Linked DNA regions of Danio rerio: region 2 is linked to region 1. Evidence: chromatin contacts called from public Micro-C data. All regions are on one chromosome and are shown on one strand. The core of a region is the stretch at or near the end of the contact, and the rest is flanking DNA. Distances in the headings are between cores, read along the strand shown. Region 1 overlaps sorbs2a (sorbin and SH3 domain containing 2a). Region 2 holds the start of tlr3 (toll-like receptor 3).

Region 1 (4,186 bases), core at 328-2,827:
TTCTTCCTCTCATTCAAAATTACACTACCCTCCATTTTAGGTCAAAACAATTTTATTTTTAAGGATTATGCTAGGCTGGAATAGACTGGAAGCTGGAAATCAGCTTTCCCAATCTGAAAAAATAGTTAGGTTAAAATACCCCAACTTATAACCCATATAATAATGGGTTACATAGTTTAACCCATTGCATTGGGCTTTTTTGATTAAAAAAATTATAAAAAATCCATTCTGGTATTACTACTGCTACTATTACTATACTATTAAATAAATAATATACATTAAATAGCAAACTTTAAAACGCTTTATTATTTTTTTTTTTAAATTACAGACACTAAAGTTAAAATAAAACAAGAATCACAAACAATGAAGAAACAGAACAAAGTACAGGAAGTTATAAACTGTGCAAGCAGTAATCATGTGTTGATGGAGCAGAATATGGAGTTCTGTGTGCTGTAGAGGCTGTCCAGCAGCTGCAGCAGGCTTCACTCAGTGTCCACAGTGTACAATACATTTTAACCACATCCACACTTCTATACAAAATTAATTATTTAAAAAAATGTTTTTCGGTTTACTCATATATGGATTTATATTAATGGAATATTTTTATGTTATTTTTAAGGCGGCTAGAAGGGCACCCACTGCATTAAACACATGCTAGAGTATTTGGTGATTCATTCTGTTGTGGCAACCCCTGACGAATAAGTAACTAGGTCAAATGATTGTGAGTGAGTGTATTTTTTATATTACTTCCTTTTAAAACAGTAGCTCACCAAATATTTAAACAGCATCAAAATGACCATATCTTATAAATCTTATACCATGTCTTATAAATACTCTCATTTTCATTTTAAATTCAGGTCTATGAAATCGTCACATGCTTCACTTAATGTTTACTACAGTAGAAGAACTTCAGCAGTTTCCAAACTGCTGATTGGATGTGTGTTAAGACAGGATTTAACCTCCGTTTCACGGATCATTTGACCAAATAGTGGACCCTCGGCCGTAAGTTTGCTTATCATGAGCAATGTGGTTCTTTAGTAAGCTTTCTTTCTATTGTATATTAGTTCATGTTGGTAAAATATTGGTAAATGTTTGCACTTAAAGCAATCAATTGGAGCTATATAGTGCTGCGGTTTACCTGAAACATTATGCTGTGGTATTCATGCTAACGATGCAGCTTTGGATTTTGCCAGCAATACATTATATCCCAATACTATTCTTACACTAATAATGTCAAGATTGTGTTTGTACGAACAAACTGGTTCAATAGATGTTTTTCCTCAGTGTTTCATTTCTCTTTTGAAAGTGGCTGAACTTTTGTTTTGCAATGCAGATGTAAAAAGCTGGAAGGGTGTCAGACAAAAGCGGTGGAGTCATAGCCAGGAGCTCGGTTCACAGGGAACAATAGGATAGAAATGTCAGGAGGCTGAATCACAGCACTGCCCTCAGCACAAACACAGTGGATGTGGCAGTGGGAGATGTCCCGTGCGGCAAAATGAGTGGGCAGCTTTCACAGCATGTACAGTCATAGCTCGGGGAAAAGAAAAAGAGGCTTTAGAGAGAGAGAAACAGGAGGAAGAAGCTCAATGTCTCCCCCTGCTGAATAAAGTTGAAAGGCACAACTCTTGTAGTGAAAAGTTCTATCAGTTGGAAATCAGAAGAAATATTTTCTATCCCATGTTGAGGGCTAAACAGTTTTGTTTCCCGTTGACTTCCATTGTATAGACCAATAGTAGGGGAGATGGTAGACCTAAAATTTCAATATGACTGATTAGATTTGTTTTAAGCTAACCTAACAGAAGTAAAAGAGCAGTAGTTTTTAAGCATATACTCGAAGCACAGTATAATGCTAGAAAAGTAAAGTTTGTAGACAAACTTTATGGTGGCTTGAGAACGCCTAGTCTGAAAGTTTGAAGTAGTTTAAAAGTTTTAATAATTAAAGTAGTTTTTAAGAAGTTTTAAATAGCTGGCATTGATAGATCACTACACATGTTAGCATGTGTTAGCACATTCTAGTATGGATTGGCATGTTTCTAGCTAGGGCATTGCTAGTGAGTTCTGAGTGGCAACTAATGCGTTGCTAGGGTGTTCTAGGTTGTTGCTAAGGTGTTGCTAGAAGGTTTCTAAGGTGTTCTAGGTTGTTGCCATGGTGTTGCTAGGTGTTGCAAGGAGGGTAAGCCATTTTCACCCATTTGTCCCAGGATTCTCCCTTATTTTACAATTTATCTCACTATCATCCTGTAAAAGTATTTTCCCGTATATCTCCTGTATTTTAATTTTTTTATGAAGGGTGGCAAAAAAACATCAAAGAGCCGATCCTCCCTATACGCAACCCATACTGCTGAACCACCTAGGAGCGCCCTTTGCTCTTATATATAAATGAATCTATTCTGTGCTTTCATTTAATTTAGGCATGAAAACACTTTGAAAAAAATATAAAAACGGCAGGAGTCCCTTCCTTTCAATTACACCATTGCCCGCCCCTCCTCTGCAGTCCTCAAAACAGTCAATTCATGTAGTGGTGCGTGACTGTCAGACGTGCTCCATATTGATAAATAGATGCTGTTTCCCAAACGGATTCTGCACACATGATTTGAATCGGAGCGAAAGTGGACATTCTTGTATCCCTTATTTTCGCATCCCAATGTTGAAATGATTGAAATAATCATGTTCTCTAATTTTAATGTAAATACATTTGTAGTCAATGGGAGCCAAAGCAATTTAGTTACCTTTCCCTGGTAATTGTTATAAATGAAAGCGTTTAGAGAGTGAGAGAGAGATGGGCCACCCTATCCTCATCTGTTCTTTACCCATCGTGCCATATTTGGATGCTCCTTAATCAACGCAAGCTCATTGGAAATACTTGCCTCAGCCTATACTTTTTTGAAATAGCAAGAACATACATCAGCATAAGTTTGACTGTGGCTTCTAAGTCAAATGAATACTAAGGGGCAGTATGATTCCAACAAATTTTGTTCCTTTTTTACAATAATGATATTTATAGGGACATAAAATCAATGAATAAAGGATTATTTTCATGTAATTCTTTGCATAACCCAACATAAATACTACAATAAACCTAAATGTGGTTCATAATTTGTAATAGAATACATTTTGCCTCACCTTTCTGTCTTTATATGGACACATTTTCCGCTGCGGTCAGCTTGCTCTGTAGCTCACTATGTACTGTTATACAGGGCACTCAAGATTGAATCCATTACCCTAAGTAATGTATTTTAGATTTTAAAATTGTAGACAGCGCCCTCTATTGGATTTGTCATCTCAAACATGTAACACAATGTACCCAGAGCAACGTATTTTATGTTTGGTTTAGCATTTATAGTAAACCTGGGTTACCCTAACTGCCATTTTTCTTTTCCTCTCATTGTTTTTTCTCTTTGCTTACCTCTACTCTTCTGTGTTGCTTCTTGCTCCAGACATTTGATTTAAACCCAGATGACATAGATTTAGAGAACGAGCCTTGGTTTAAATTCTTTTCCGAGTTGGAGTTTGGACGGCCGGTAAGTTGTGTGAGGGTGCGGCAGATTGGCATGCTAGGCTATAATCTCCTTGTCCTGTACACACTTGCTGCTGTGTAACGACAAGTGCGCGCGTGTGTGTGTAGTTAAAGTTTTGACATGTGCACACTGGCTTTATAAAAACTTATTTTAACAACAAAGGAATCTGTGTTTGCACACTGAAAACAGTACAATAGCACTTAACACCACCACAATGACAATTTGTAGGCCCCGATATACTCACAGCAACATTTTTGTTTATTCATTGAAAAGTTCAAAATAAGGTATGATGTTGCACTTAACATGCTGCTGAGGCTTTGTCTACAATAATACACTTTTAATTAAAAATACATATAATTGTGTGACTGTATTACTGCCCTTCATAATGATAAAGCATTTTTTGATACGTCTGTTTTACGCTGCAAGCGTGTTCGTAAGTGCAGAGTGTTCGTAAGTGCAACGGATCAGCAGCTTTTACACAGATCAATCTATCTCTGTCTATTCTATGTAGTTACCTAACTATCTTTATATATAAATACACTTTTTTTTTACTTTTCATCTGCACCAAGGCCCAAAGCAACTTCCTCCTATGTTGTTTCCTTAACCTATATATATATATATATATATATATATATATATATATATATATATATATATATATATATATA
Region 2 (4,179 bases), core at 831-3,330, 110 kb before region 1:
TTTCGAGATACATCCAACCATGTTAAATTCTATGAAGGAAGAACATGTTAATAAAGCATATTTATCTGTAAGACCATAACACACTTGAAAAAGTAATTATTGGTGTAAGAACCTAGAGATGGGCTTATCAATGTTGATCAGACTATTAATATTATTCTTAAATATTAAGAAAAAATCCTTAAACATCCTTAAATATTAAGAAAAAAACATTCATTAGAATGGCACACCATATTCACACATTCAGTTGCATATAAAATTGTTATCAGTCAGGTTGCACATATAACTATGCAAATATTAGTGCTAGATAACCATATTCCAGCTGAGCCTAAATGACTATAAACATAGTTAGTAAATGATAAAACAAGCACTTAAAAAAAACTAAACTTTCTAATGCATTTATCTATATTTTTCTTGTGTGCTAGACAATGTATCTACAATGTAAAAACATACCTTTAAGAGAGAGAATGGCTCCCCTTGTAGCTTCAGCTTATTGTCAGACAGGTCAAGTTGTGTCAAATGAAAACAGTTTTTCAGGTCTTTCTCGCTTATCAAATACACTTGATTGTGTTGCACATTAAGAAATTGCAGGTGCGGCAGAGAAAGACAGAGATCCTTTTCTATGCCAGCTAAAGAGTTGTAGCTCGCATCTATATTCACCAGATTTGTGTACATGTGTAGAGAAGACAGAGTTTTAAGTCTGTTGTGAGATACATCCAGTGTGGTAATATTTGTAGGTAAGTCCGTTGGAATTGCATCCAGATTCATATGACTACAGTCTGCTTTGGCATTCTTAATCATGCAAGCTGACTTGCGTGCATTTGTAGTGCCTGCACAGTGGGCACTAAAACAAGCGTAGAACAAGGGCAATAATATGAGTTTCATTAGATCCATATTTTCCTTCCTTTCAAAGTTTTTTCCCCTCTAAGTCAATCTGTAAAAAGCATAACTTTATTGTTGACATACAGTACACAGGCTTAAAGATTGATAGAAAAATATACAATAAAATCATAAAATATAAATAAAGACCAGAGCCTCCTGTCACATGGGGAAGTCATAAGATACTCACTCAAGTTCTTTTCAGTTTGATTTTAGTTGGTTAGAATTCTGCTCTATAATTTATGCCTAATATTTTTAAATATTTTATTAATTAACTAATAATTTAACGAGTTATTTTAGTACATCAGGTAAAAAAATGCAAATGCTGCAATATAAAATATATGAAAGTAATTTTAACCTAATGTTAGTCAAAATAAATGATTGTTGTTTAAATTTTTGCAGTATCTGCAGTTATAATTTGCTTTTAACCTACATGAGAAGTACTACAGTATTTTATAGTATTATAGTGATTTTAAGATAGTAAATTATTATAGTAATTCTACTATAGTTGTTCTGTTAAGACAACAACTTTTGTAATATTAAAAAAAAAATGACCAAAATGCTAAGTTTTCTACAATTAGGTAGATATACTACAATACATTACAGTTTACTATAGTAAAAACTGAATAGTACTGCATTTTATATTACATTTTATCAGTTCATAGTTAAAACTGCATGTAGAATACCTTCCTTTAACAAAGTGTTGTAAACAATTTTTAGTATAATGCACTTTACTACACTGGTTTAAACCACTAATATTTACTATTTAAATACTGTTTGTCTGTTCTATAAACATTATGTATATAGTTCTATATTTAAACTTTCATATATAAAGTGAGTTATGAGAGAACTAGCCATTGTCTCATTGTCATATTAAGAAATATTCGACAGTGCATCTGAAGAAAACTATATCCTAATTGTTTCTTTACTACTTACAAAACTGCTAACATGATATTTTAACAATAGGCTAATGCAGCATGCTATCGTTTATCACTGACTTACTTGATAGGTGACGATCTACTTTCCCAGGTTCAGCTCAGATGTCTGGTTGTGGTTCAATATGGTATGGCAACTCAGACCTCTTTTTTGAAACCAAATAAACTTCACGTGTTAGGAGAAAATAACCTTTACAAAAGGAACAATTCCTCTTTCTTAAGAAGTGAAACAAACAGAGAGGCGGAGCTATCACGTAGTCCTACAGTAGATATCAAATATCATCACTCAGATTGGACAGTTCGGGTCACATTGTTATACATTATACAGATTTTCCAATATTATGCATTGTTTTAATATTATATATTAACGCAAATATAACCATATTGCAAAATCCTTAATGCAATTATCTGACATTTTCCTCTCAGCAAATATTATCCTAAAACGACTTCCTCAAATTATAAAATTCATTTTTCATATTACTTCTGCTATTTCTAATAAAGTTTTTCCCTTCAATAATTTGTCTTTAACAAAGAGGAAAGAAAGGAACTGAAGAAAATGAAAGGGATTTCCCCTTTTTGCTAGGCTTCTCACACGCAGATTAGGCTTTGTGTCTTCTATGATATATTTTATAGTTTTAATTACAATATAAATTTATAAATAATATAAAAATACAACTACTTTAATTTTTTCTCAAAATTATAGATTTATTTAAATCTTCTAAAAATCTTTCAAACACCTTCAAGATTATTCAATCAAATAAGCCGTCCAGCTGATGGCGCCAGAGATTTTAAAATGAAAAAAAAAAAAAAAAATACATTTTAGGCCCTATAATTTAATGCCCAAACAATCCATGTTCTTAAATACGAAAACCTAAATATCTTTACATTTTGGGTAGTTGTAAAGTATCTTTATATGCACATTGATTGTGCACAACATGCAACTTGCACATGTTTTTTTTATTATTATTACTTTTAATCAGACCAGAGGGTTTTTTTTGTTAAAGAGCCCTTATTATTTTGTAAAACTCTTTATTACTGGGTCAAATGGGCCACATATGGGGAAGCCCACATTAATATGTGGCCCCAGTATGGGTTTCTCCATGGTTTCCAAATCAGCCTCATCAAATTAGCCCATATGAATCTCCCATATAATCTGACTTGGTTTAACGTGGGGTCCAACTGGACAACATGCATAAGGACCATATTAGTAAGTTACCATCAAGTAACCTCTAACCAGCTTTCTCAAATAGTGGTTGACAGATCAGCTGTGCAAACAGAATATCTATTGGAACTTTTTTTTTTTTTCTTAAATGTTCACCATAAATTTTCAATTGGACTGTTTGCTGTTCATGTCCTGAAGAAAAGCTGTAACATTGTGCTCATTATCATCCTGAAAAACTAAATAATCACCAAAAAAAAAAAATAATAATAATTTATTGCTTTTCTCCTACACAGAAAAAAAATGTTCATTGCATTTATTAAATAGTTTTAAGGTAAGTGGATTTTAACAATTTATATAGGCTGAATTTAAACAAACAAATTAAATTTAGTCATGCTTAACTTAATTTCTTTGTTTAAATTCAGCCTATATAAATTGTTTGCAACAGTTTGCATTGAACAATGAACAATGTAGTCCTTTTTTACCCTGGGTGATTGCCCATATTGCCCATGCCTATATCCGCCAATGAGTACCATTATGCACATGGGCAGACTTAACCGACAAGCAAGGTAAACAGCCGCTTAGAGCCCTGGGAAATCAGGGGGCTCTCGACCATTGCCAAGAATTGCCTAAATTAATCATATAGCTCATTTATAAATGTTCTATCTTATGTCTGTCTATAACCATTGAAATTTTAACTATTCTTTTCAAAACCAGGGGCCCTCATAAATAGTGGAACATTTATTACGTACTGTACATACAAATATTAAAATCTAATCACAAATAATCACTTATTGTACATATAGTTAGTATGTATATATATATATATATATATATATATATATATATATATAAAGAGAGAGAGAGAGAGAGAGAGAGAGAGAGAGAATGTTTCGTGTTTCAAAACTAGCATGGGCCCCATACCTGGAATTGCTTAGCACCCCCAAATCATGTCCGGCCCTGATTATGCACATTGGCTCTTGTTTTTGCCATTTGTTTTTGTTGTAAGTTTTCTGTCCTGACCTATAATCTTTCCATTTTTGTTTTGCCAACATCTTTTGCTGATTTTGCATTTGGACTTCCTTCTTGAAGGAGTGTTATTATCCTTTCCATTGTTTCAACAGACAGTTCTCTTGTTAAGGCCATGTTTCCTTTTTAATTAGCCAAGTTCAACAGCTCAATGACGTGTTTAATCACTCTCTTTTAACT

Evidence for each region. A called contact is a pair of places that touch in the nucleus more often than the background predicts.
Region 2: a Micro-C map of caudal fin shows a contact between it and region 1, with 6 times the contacts expected there. The contact joins the promoter of tlr3 here to the enhancer-like site in region 1. A contact is called at or near these places in 4 of 18 Hi-C or Micro-C datasets (caudal fin, hematopoietic stem cells, skeletal muscle and 1 more) and 1 of 4 datasets of contacts at active chromatin or transcription factors (caudal fin).

What each region holds. Positions count from the first base shown.
Region 1 is chr1:19,321,917-19,326,102 of GRCz12tu, reverse strand. The region is part of intron 11 of sorbs2a (sorbin and SH3 domain containing 2a); the gene reads left to right. Among named protein-coding and RNA genes, the nearest start is that of pdlim3a, 45 kb to the right of the region's middle. Within about 2 kb of position 1,577, at least 11 of the 62 cell types and tissues checked have an H3K27ac peak or open chromatin away from gene starts, as enhancers often do. A contact at or near this core is called in caudal fin, where this site is marked.
Region 2 is chr1:19,428,287-19,432,465 of GRCz12tu, reverse strand. tlr3 (toll-like receptor 3) reads right to left here and starts at 2,080. Exons shown (of 5, transcript NM_001013269.3): 1 at 1,879-2,080; 2 at 451-931; 3 at 1-29. The coding sequence starts at 891.